Linked DNA regions of Mus musculus: region 2 is linked to region 1. The links are chromatin contacts, called in public Hi-C maps. All regions are on one chromosome and are shown on one strand. Each heading gives the region's core, a stretch centred on a gene start, on an enhancer-like site or on the middle of the called end of the contact. The rest is flanking DNA. Distances are from core to core; before and after follow the strand shown.

Evidence for each region. A called contact is a pair of places that touch in the nucleus more often than the background predicts.
Region 2: a Hi-C map of liver shows a contact between it and region 1, with 2.4 times the contacts expected there. The contact joins two enhancer-like sites. A contact is called at or near these places in 2 of 39 promoter capture datasets (hippocampal neurons and liver), 4 of 484 Hi-C or Micro-C datasets (bone marrow-derived macrophages, embryonic stem cells, hematopoietic stem cells and 1 more), 2 of 115 datasets of contacts at active chromatin or transcription factors (embryonic basal ganglia and embryonic stem cells) and 1 of 9 other capture datasets (macrophages).

Annotation. Positions count from the first base shown.
Region 1 is chr12:99,442,672-99,448,150 of GRCm38.p6, reverse strand. All of the region lies in intron 1 of Foxn3 (forkhead box N3), which reads left to right. Among named protein-coding and RNA genes, the nearest start is that of Foxn3, 4.7 kb to the left of the region's middle. Within about 2 kb of position 2,675, at least 15 of the 459 cell types and tissues checked have an H3K27ac peak or open chromatin away from gene starts, as enhancers often do. A contact at or near this core is called in liver, where this site is marked.
Region 2 is chr12:99,855,523-99,861,238 of GRCm38.p6, reverse strand. Efcab11 (EF-hand calcium binding domain 11) reads left to right here. Exons shown (of 6, transcript NM_030172.2): 4 at 5,600-5,701. Among named protein-coding and RNA genes, the nearest start is that of Efcab11, 25 kb to the left of the region's middle. Within about 2 kb of position 2,373, at least 5 of the 459 cell types and tissues checked have an H3K27ac peak or open chromatin away from gene starts, as enhancers often do. A contact at or near this core is called in liver, where this site is marked.

The DNA.
Region 1 (5,479 bases), core at 1,426-3,925:
GGGTTAGTAGGGCTTTATTCGGGGCATAGTCCTGTATTCATTCATCCTGCATGATGAAGGCAGCTTTTGCACTCCAATGAGGAGGCTGCCTAGGCAGAGCACACACCATAGAATATTTACCATCTGACCTTTTGCAGAAGTTTGCTGCCTCCTGGCCTAAACAGTGGTGTGACACCCACTCTTGCAAAATTTGAGATGTGGGACTTGTTCCCCATTAAGAAAATCTGGTCAGACAATGAGCAGACTAACGTAGGAAGGGGAGGGTGGAGGGATTTCCTAGAGACACCGGATCAGCCACACACTAGCTGGACTTTCCAGGTATCTGTAAGTTTCAATTAAATCTAAATACATCATCGGAGCGATTTCATTTCAGGAACCAGAGTGTACTATTTATTAATCTGGTTTTCACATAAAGTACCAGGCTTCCTGGAATGACCTTGATGTTGGAGTAGATGGGTATCAAATTAATGCTATTCTTGCATCTCAGAACTTTTTTCTTTTTCTTTGGCACTAGATATGAGCGCTTTTATTTGAAAGCAAATAAATATTTTGGGTTTAAATCAAGTGAGTGTTGCACGGCTACCGTGAATAAGCTCTTTTCATTTTGCCAATGTTTTTTCCCAAGCTGGTAGGATTGTACGACACTGGAGGGAAATCTGTAGTTAAAACTGGAGATACGAGTGCCTGACTGGCTGAGCCAAGGAAAGCTGTAGCCTAGTAAGATTAAAACGGGCATCCAGGGGGCTGGAGAGATGGCTCGGTGGTTAAGAGCACTGGCCGCTCCTCCAGAGGTCAAAGGTTCAATTCCCATCACCCACATGACTGCTCACAACTGTCTATCACTGGACAGAATCCAATTCCCTCTTCTGGTATGCAGACAGACAATCAGACAAAACACCCATATACATAATATAAATAAATCTTTTTTTTTAAAAGTACATCCTGTGGGGCTGGCAGGATGGCTTAGTGGGTAAAGGCACTTGCTGCCAAACGATGCAGGCCAGATGACCAGAGTCCAAATTCAGTCCCCTAACCCAAGTAAAGATGGAAGAAAATAACTGACTCTGTAAGGTTGTTCTCTGACCTCCGTATGCACATGGTAGGCATGCCCTCTCTTACACACACACACACACACACACACACACACACGCGCACATGCACTCATACGTATACTTACAATGATAATAAATAAACAGTAACTGTTTGACTATATCAGTGCTGGAGAATACATGGTTAAGAGCACTTACTGTCTGCCAGACACACCTTTAATCTCAGCACTTGGGAGACAGAGTAAGGTGAATATGAGTTGGAGGCCAGCCTATTCTACATAGTGAGTCCCAGGACAGCCAAGGCTACATAGTGAGACCCTGTTTTGAAACAAACAAACAAACAATCAACAAAAAGAGCACTGACTGCTCTTGAAGAGGACTGGGATTCAGCTCCCAGCTCCTTCATGGGGGCTCTTATCACTGCCCACAACTCCAGTTCCATTGCCTGGACAGCCTATTCTGGTTTCCTGGCTTCTGCACACACATGCACAGACATTGGTGCAGGTTCACACACATACATAAATTAAAAAAAAACTTTAAAAACGATGAAATAAATAAAATAGAAAAGCGTGTTGGGGGACTGGAGGTAGACCTTGGTTGGTGGAGTGCCTGCCTAGCATATGAAAGTCTTAGGCTTAGTCTGAAACACTGTATACACTGGGAATACTCCAGTGAGTATTCAAACGCTCCCAGGGAACGCCTGGAGTCCTTATGGAAGGTGTGAACAGGGCAGGCAGCAGGCACGCAGCCTGGAGGTCTCTGAGTCAGAGCTTGGGAGACTTCTGTAGCTAAGTTCCAAACCAGCTCGGGCTCCATGGGACCATATCCGAATGAAAGGCCTAACCACAGTCAACACAGACCAGAAAGCCTGCAGGACAAAAGCGTATTAAGCAAAAAACTGTTCAACAAAATGCAAGACCATGTGGTCATTTCCCTAAATGCTTCCTCGTTAGTGTTCCGAACCAAGCACACGAGCTCAGAAGGACCAGTGGCTCACCACGGAGCCACATGTGACAGTCAGCTTGCATTGCTTGCTTCAAGACACACACACACCCCCCCCCCACCGATCCCCCTCGGGATCTCACACACGTGCTTCGGAGATGTACAAACAAAAAGAAAATGCGCCCGTTCTGAAAGAAAAACTAGGTAGAAACTTCTAATCTTGTCTCATAAACAATATAGAAATAACTTTAAAATATTCCACTTTAAGCATGCATTTAATTTGTGCTCTGGGAACCAAATAGTGTTGCCAAGATAGAGCATTCTAATAATGATTTATGTAAATTTATTTGTACAAAGTAATGGTGTAGTTGCCTATAGCAAATTGCTTAGAATATGAAATGACATTTATGGCTCCGTCCTCCCCCTCCCCTGAATGAATACATTGGAGAAAATGAGAGAGTCCAGAAAGCAGAAAAGAAACTCAGGTTCAAAATGGAGGCTGCTGCGTGAGGAAGCAGAGATGGCTGGTTAGGTTGTAAAAGTCCTATCTGTGTGATTCTCTGTGATTTCGAGTCTTTTTTTTTTTTTTTTTTTTTTTTTTTGGACAAGAGAGGCCAGAGTCCTGTGTTTTGGGGATGGTGAAATACTCAGACACTAAAACTCTTAGAACAGCCACAGCTCCTTGCCCTAGTTGGTGCCCTGGTGGCTTGCTTACAACATGTGGTACGCAAGGCAAATGTAATTACAGTTAGGCAATTAATCTTAGCCACGAGTTACTCATTACCAGAGAAAGTCATGCTTCAGTCATAAATGAAACCCAAATATTATAAAACAAAAGCCAAGCTACAGAAGTCTCCCAAGATCTGACTCTGAGACCTCCAGGCCATGTGCCTGCTGCCTGCCCTGTTTGCACCTTCCATAAGGACTCCAGGTGTTCCCTGGGAACATTTGATTCATAAAAGCCATGCACACACCAGAGCGGCTGGATGCTTAGGCCTGGTGAAGACTGGCTGCAGTTACCACACCCTGCCCTGTTTCAAAGGATGACTCTAACATCTTTACTCTAGAAGTGATTTGATTTGTTCAGAAAGTACTTTTACTCTCTCGTTTGCTTGCTGGTCCCCATCATTTGGAGGGGGTGGGAATTTATAAGATACATATCAAGAAATTTGAAGGCCATGGGAGTCACAAAACAAGAGAGCAGCAGAGTGAGCCATGGGCAGATTCCACTTGTCGTGTCATCAGCTCCAGCTCGGGCTTCAGCTAAGGGGCCGGGTTGGACATTCTGGACAGCTTATTTTGTTCCAGTCAAAGATCTGCTCATGCTGGGGAGAGGGCAGGTAGAATTGAGTGATAGTGTTTCTGGGCTGTTCTAGAGCTGCGGACTGATTGATGGCTGACGAGATTGAGAGGCCAAATGCAATTGTCAGACCGAATGAAAACAACCCTGGCTTCCAGGACAGTGGGGGAGGACGGGAGGAGGGCTGGTTTTAATCAACAAATATAAGTCTGAAAATGTATGCTAAGGCTGTTTTTAGGGAGTGGTCCTACCAACCCAGTCTAAAGCAGCGGATCCATGTTGTTACTCCCTGTGATGACTAATCTAGATTGTCAACTTTGGGGGTGGGAGGTGGGATTTAGAATCACCATAGAAACAAACCTCTGGGCATGTCTTCCTGGAAGGTTCTACATTAGGTTAATTGGTGTGGGAAGACCCACTCTAAATATAGAGGATGCCTTTTTTACGAGCCGAGGACCCAGACTGATTAAATAGGGGGAAGGAAGCTGAGCAGAAGCATCCTTTGGTTCCTAATCTTGGATACAATGTAGCCACCAGCCTCACCAGCCTCTGCCCCTACCTCCATGGCTTCCCTTCCTCCGCAGGCTGTACGCTCACAGTGTGAGCAGAGAACCCCTTCCCCCAGTTGCCTTTGTTAAAGATTTTATCACAGCAGCAGGCAAGTAACTAATACATCCTGGGACTTATCCTTTCTGCTTCCTGGCCAAATGACCTTGGACATAATTTCTGAAACTTGTTTACTTTATGGAGATGATAGGAAAATTAAATAACTCATTAAGTACTTAGCATGCTGCTCAGGAGGTACTACTTAGTTTATGGTAACTCTTAAAATTCTTCTAGTTGATGTAACCTGGATGGGCCAGACTGAAAATTGTGAGATTAAATATATATTTAATTTAAATGTGGCTTGATCTAAAAGATGTTAAAGTCAACTGACTTTTCTATGTATCAAAGATAGCAAATCAAATATGAGCATTCTTTCACTTATTCATTTAACAAACAACTCTTAGTCGTTAATGCCCTTTGTAAGCTGTTCATAAAGATGGAGAAACCAGCTAGCCTGTTCTCAAGCAATAAGGGAGTTTGATGTTTTTTATGTCTGTCTCGGGATTTCTTTTTCTTTCCATTGTTTTATTTAAAATTGCCTTTAAATATTTGACCATAAATATTTAAATATTTAACAGATGGCTGTTTACACATAAGTGTGGGCCCGGTGCAGGCCACATTAATATACATGGTCATTGTCTTCTGCGAGTGCCTGTGAGTTGCTTCCCTTTGGTGGTCCTGGCTAGCTAGGGGGTGAATTAAGACCCATGGAAGGGAACTCTGGCTCTTGTTTCGGCTACTCCTGCCTGCAAAGAAGGCCATTCTCTCTGCTGATAGGTTCTCAGCCAGTATAGTCAGACATTGTTTAGTTAGAAGTAATTTCCAGTAGAAGTTTATACACTATGCTCTTATCAAGGGTTGGAATGAAAATGAGTCCTTTATAAAATGTGTGGATTTCTGGTTTGTTGTTTGTTTTGTTTTGTTTGTTTTTTGATACAGGCTTTCTCTGTATAAGAACAGCTGTGGCTGTCCTGGAACTTGCTTTGTACACCAGGTTGGCCTCGAACTCACAGAGATCAGCCCTTCTCTACCTCCCTAGTGCTGGTTTTTAAAGGCATATGCTACCATGCCCAGCCCTTTTTTGTTTCTAATGGCTTTATGACATCCGAGAAAGGGCATTTCACAAAAGGTTCTCTGAAGAAGATGAGGAAATGTGAAGTGTGAGATTCCTTTTTACTGTTTTAAGATAGGGTGTCGCTTAGCACTGGAACTTGATTTATGAACCTGGCTGGCTTTAAACTATGAGATCTACCTGCCTCTGCCTCCAGGGGACTGGGATTAATGGCACATGCCACCTTAGCCAGCAAGGATTTGTAAGTGGAAGGAGAAATAAGAAATAACTAGTAATAAATCTATGAGTCTGGGGTGTATGTAGCTGAGCGGTAGCACAGTGGAAGAGCATACAGAAGAACTCAGGGTTGACCCAAGGGCCTCTCCTCCCATTGATGCCCGACTAGGCCATCCTCTGCTACATATGCAGCTGGAGCCATGAGTCCCACCATGTGTACTCTTTGGTTGGTGATTTAGTCCCAGGGAGCTTTGGGGGTACTGGTTGGTTCATATTGTTCTTCCTCCTATGGGG
Region 2 (5,716 bases), core at 1,124-3,623, 410 kb before region 1:
AATTTTTGAGAGTCTGTGAAGCAGTAATTTCGGTTTGACTCTTGTGACAGCAGGTGGAGCTAGAAGTAAGAATTCTATTTCTAGGCCATTTAAAAGGCAGCAAAATCTGCAACCCTTACATCAGTGTATTTGTTGCAAAGCTTTAGAATAGTAAATTATTAAGTATTAGCTTTGGAGAGCAATTGTGGTATTGCAGAAGGAAAGCCGTGCTAAATGAAAATGTAGTCTCCAGAAAAAGGGCTTGTGTTTGGTTGTGTGTGGCCCTGGTAGACAACCTGAGGGCATGCTGTGGACCATGTATTTACATGGTTTAATGTGTACCCAGTGCCTCTGATCTCCACTGAGCTGAAAATATGAGGTATATGACTCTGGGGGAAAATAGTATGAAAAAACATGATTATTCATAATAGAGTTATTTGTGTTATTAGATTGTTTTTTTTTTCATTTAAGTGGTAGCAAACATACAATTTAAATATTTTTCCTATTTTAAAAAAACCTAAAGAACATTTGTTTTCTATACTATGATGACCTGCATACTGTATAACTCCAAGTGTGGATGTGTTATCTGAATATGTAATTAAACCGACAACAGCATTCATATGCTCCCTTTTCTTATGCATCACCCATTGAACCATACAGCTACACTCTGCCTCGCATCTCTCTGAGTGAGCTGCCATGATCAGAGCAGATCTTAGCCATTGCTTTCCTTCTCACCGAATGCTTTTTTTTTTTCCCCTAAAGCAATGGTTTATTTTACTGGCTCTGTAAATGAAAAGTAATTTGCTTTTTGCCATTACTTTTTGGAGTTAAAGATGATTCAAAACACACACACCTTAAATTTTTTTATTATTTATTTATGTTTATATCCTGACCAGAGTTTCCCCTCCCTTCTCTCCTCTCAGTATCCCCCTCCCTCATCCACTCCTCCTCCATTTCCCTTCAGAAAGGGGCAGGCCCTCACGGTTATCAGCAGCCATGGCATATGAAGTTGTAGTAAGACTAGGCACCTCCGCTCCTGTCAAGACTGGGTGGGGCAGTAGGAGGAAAGGGGCCCAAAGGCAGGCAACAAAGTCAGAGACAGCCCCTGCTCCCATTGTTAGGAGTCCCACAAGAACACCAAGCTACACAACTTTAACTTATATACAGAGGGCCTTGGTCAGTCCCATGCAGGCTCCATGGTAGGTAGGTCTTCTCTGTAAGCCCCTCTGAGCTCAGGAGAGTTGATTTTGTTGACTTTCTTGTAGTATCTTTCCTCCCTTGCTTCCGCAGGATTCCCTAAGCTCTGCCTAATGTTTGGCTGCGGATCTCTGCATCTGTTTCCATCAGTTGCTGGGTGAAGACTCTGATGACAACTGGGCAAGATGCCAGTCTCTGAGAATTGTTGTTCTTGTTCTTGTTCTTGTGCTCCTCCACCTCCTCCTCCTCCTCCTCCTCCTCTTCTTTCTCCTCTTTCTTCCTCTCCTCTCCCCCTTCCCCCCCCCCTTTTTGCCAGGCATGATTGGTTCTAGCTTAGGTCTCTGAGCTATCCAGCCATGGGTCCTTGCCCTCTAGGCAATGCCAGGGGTGGTCTCCCTCTCACGTCATAGGTCTCAAGCTGGACCAGTCATTGGCTGGCCACTCCCACAAGTTCTGTGTCACCTTTAGCCCAGCACATCTTGTAGGCAGGACAAATTGTAGGTCAAAGGTTTTGTGGCTGGGTTGGTGTCCTAATCTCTCCACTGGAAGTCTTGCCTGGTTCTAGGAATTGGCCAGTTCAGGTTCTATATCCCCCATTGCTAGCTAGGGTCACCCTCATAGATTCCCAGGAGTTTTTATTGCCCAAGTTTTCTAGCTTTTCTAATAGATGCTTCCCTGATTCCAGTTGTCTCTCCCAGGACTCTCTCCTTCATCCTTCCCCCACCTGAGCCCTTCTGCTCCCACCCCCACTCTCCCATTCAGACCCCACCCTCCCACCATCCACCCACAGTGTCTATTCTTTCTCCCTTTCACAGTGAGATTCAAGTGACCCCCTTGAGCCCTTCTTGTTCCTTAACTTCTCTGGGTCTGTGAATTGAAGCATAATTATCTTTTACTGCTAATATCCACTTAAAAGTGACTATATGCCATGGTTGGTTTTCTTTTTAGGTCTGGGTTACATCACTCTGTGATTTTTTTCTATTTCCATATATTTGCCTTAAATTTTCATGATGTCATTGTTTTTAATTAATACTCCATTATGTAAATATACCACATTTTCGCTATCCATTCTTCAGTTGAGGGACATCTGCGTTGTTTCTAGTTTCTGGCTATTATGAATAAAGCCGCTATGAACATAGGTGAGCAAGTGTCCATGTGGTATTGTGAAACATCTTTTGGGTATATGCCCAGGAGTGGTACAGCAGGGTTTTGAGTTAGATCAATTCCTTCTTTTCTGAGAAACCACCGTATTGATTTCCAAAGTGGCTGTATACGTTTGCCATCCTCTCAGCAATGGAGAAGTGTTCCCCTTCAGCAGCATAAGTTGACCTTGCATAACACATATCTTAATGTTGTTTTTTTTTGTTTTGTTTTGCTGAAAATTAGAAATGATATCTCCATGTTCATTCTTATTAATTCATTACATGTTACCCAGCACGCATGTAATGAATGCCTGTTCTACACAGGCATGATGCTGAATGCTGGGAATGAATGTTTGAACAGCACACAGTCCTTTTCCCTAGATCTGTTGCCTAGACATGTATTCAGACCCCTGCCAAAGAGCCCAATCCATTCCCTGACTGTGTTGTGACCTCTGGGTTGCTGGTCGCAGTAAAAGAGACTCAACTGAGACACATCAGGGAACCTTTAAAGTAAAGGCAATGCGTCCGTTGTGTCTGGAAGGAGATGTGTAATAAAAACTCACTAGGAGAAGTAAGGCAAGAGGTGCTCTCAGGCGGTGTGGTTATAAGGGCCAGGGCACCAGGTGCTTGGAGCCTGTGGAGGCAGGAAGTGCCAGGATGTGTGTTAGAGGGGCTGGAGAGTGGGCTGGCGCAGGGTGCTGAGAGATCTTACAGAATGCACATCACCCGGGAATAAATTACTCAGGAGTATCAGCAACTCTAGATGTGATTTAATTTATTAGCTTTTGGAGTTCATGAAACTAAAAGTTATGGATATGATCTTTGGGAACATGCATGGTTAGACTTCAATTTCAACCTCAGCTAGCCTTTTAAAATATGTTCTCTGGTCCCAGGGTGATTAGATGCGAATAGAGCTGCGTCAATCTCTGTCCTTAGCAACTGCAGGAAAAAAAAATACTACTGCATATGCTAATTTAGTGCAGCACAGTCTGCTCCCTGCATCCGAAGGTGCTGCACTGCAGCTAACCACGGTATTTGGACAAAAGTCACAACTGAACTGAATATATGTGGAGTTGTTTTTTCTTCATCGTTGTTGACTAAACAATGCAGCCCAATTACATACAGAGCAGTTATGGTACATTAGCCATTACAAGTGGTCTGGAGGCCATTTGAAGTTTACAGGACAGTTGTGTAGGGATACATACAAACACTGTATCATTTCATATAAGGGATTTTGGCATCCTCCATATTTGATATCTGATCGGGGATCCTGAAACCTCCATCTTTCATGGACACCAACAGACGTGGATGGCTGTTATTTATTGACTCGCTGCCCGCCATTATTGCTGGTAGATAATGGGAGATACCTTCTGCCTAGAAGCCTAAGGCCAGCTGCCTCCTGGTCCTTTTTCCTCTTAGCTGGCTCCAATGTGTAGCACAGTCAGCCCATCTAAACCACAGCACTTTCTCTGTCCTCTGGCCCTACCCTTCCCAGAGGCATCCTCATCCCCTTACCCCCTCAGACCACCTAGCACTGGACCCAGAACCTCTGTGTTCTGTCTGACACCTCACCTGTCTCATCTGTTGTGTTCTAGAGCATGGCCTCCCACCTCTATCCCCTCTGCTGCCACCACCCACGGAGCGCTTGCCTCCTACCCTGTCTCTCCTTTTACATTGTTGCTTTTATTCCCAGTCCTTCTTCACAACAGCCATACCCTGAAATACATTTCCAAGTTCTAGATCAGATCATACTACTGGCTAAGGAAAACCTTTTCCTGACTTGCTATTTCAGCTTCAGTAAAGCTCTTGTTTCTTACTGCGGTCTCAGAGGACTGAGAGTTCAGGCCCCTTGTCCCTCACCAGTCATTGTGTTGTGTTTCTTCCTCTCACTCTGAACCTATTCTAGTTGCATGGCCTCCTTTCCCTTCCTACCCCATGGCCTTGGCATGTGTTGTCCACTGCCCGGATTTCTCGTCTTCTCATCCTGTAGCTACTTTTAGTATTTTCATGGTTTAGTTTTTAGCTGAACTATCTCTTCCTGTAAGAGCCCCCTCATCCCGTCTATACTATAAGGGCTCCTGGGTCCTTTGTTCACAACCTTCCATCCCCATCATTGAGTGAGCCACAGTTTTCAGGGATGTGTGCACTTGCAGTCAAACACATAATGGCCTCCTTCCCTAGCATACTGTTCCCTTGGAACTTGAATCACGTTCTTTTTCACCTTCTACCTCCAGCATTTTTCACAATGGCTGGCCCATAGTGGGTTCTTAAAATGTGGATAATAATCATTTAAAAGCATAAAACTACATAGATCATTTTAAAAGCCTCCAAGTCATTAATCTCACAAAAATGAAATTAAGAAAATTGTTTTAACATTGTAAACACTTGAAGCTATTTTAGGAAAGACACGGTTTAATATCATTAGTTACATCGCCCAAAAAATAGTTACACATACTTGTTAGATAGTTTGGGACTATTTTTAAAACAAGGAAGATCGTGCAGTACGCAGATTAACTGCTCTTTCTATATATTTCAGGCTCGGTTCACTAAAATGTCTAAATTCTTGGCTCTGCTCCTTAAACCTGCTACAAAGATCACATTAGAATTCATTTTAATAGACATTGTAAGCACAGTGCCCAATCTCATATCATCATGCTGGGCTCTTTTATTACGAGAGTGGCGGGAAGCTGCGCCCGAGGCTGCTGAACACGTTGTGGGGTGTATCCAGGGCTGGGGATGGCGCCAGCTCCATTGTTTATGTAATATTCTCTCCACCTTCGTCTGTGGCATACAATTGGTATTGACTTTTGAGAAACTACTTCTCTGACCCTATCTCCCAGTTGGGGGAAAAAAACCTGCTGAAATGACATCTGGCCAGGAAAAGCCAAAGGTATTAAAGCAGCGTAGGGGAAGGAAAATTATGTGACTTTCTTCAATAAGCGCTACCATGCCTGTCATTTGGATCCAGTAGAGGGAGAGTGTTAAACTTTCTCAAGGTCATGGTTTCCCCGTCCCTTCAGAAGCTCAGTGGGCCTGCGTGTCTCTGGTTGTCACTGTTGATTGCTAGGGTTGGGCCCGCTTCAAATGTAGCACAACACGATGCCTTTTTTCCTGTATTTAGGAGTAAATGCCCTCTGTGAAAGATAAAACTCAGATGACTTGTAATATTTAAGTCTGTTTAAGTCTGGCTTACTTTTTCCTGAAGAGAAATAGTCATAGTCATCTATGGCAGGAAAAAAAAAGTTGTTTTTTTTTTGTTTTTTTTCTCCCACAACTTCTAGGTGTTTCACTTGAGGGGTTTTTGAGTGCCGTAAAGAGAAAGAAGGAAGCGCGACTCTATCGGAATGAGATAAGGCAGATCTTCACAGCTTTCGACGTGCACTGTAAGTGTCTCTAAA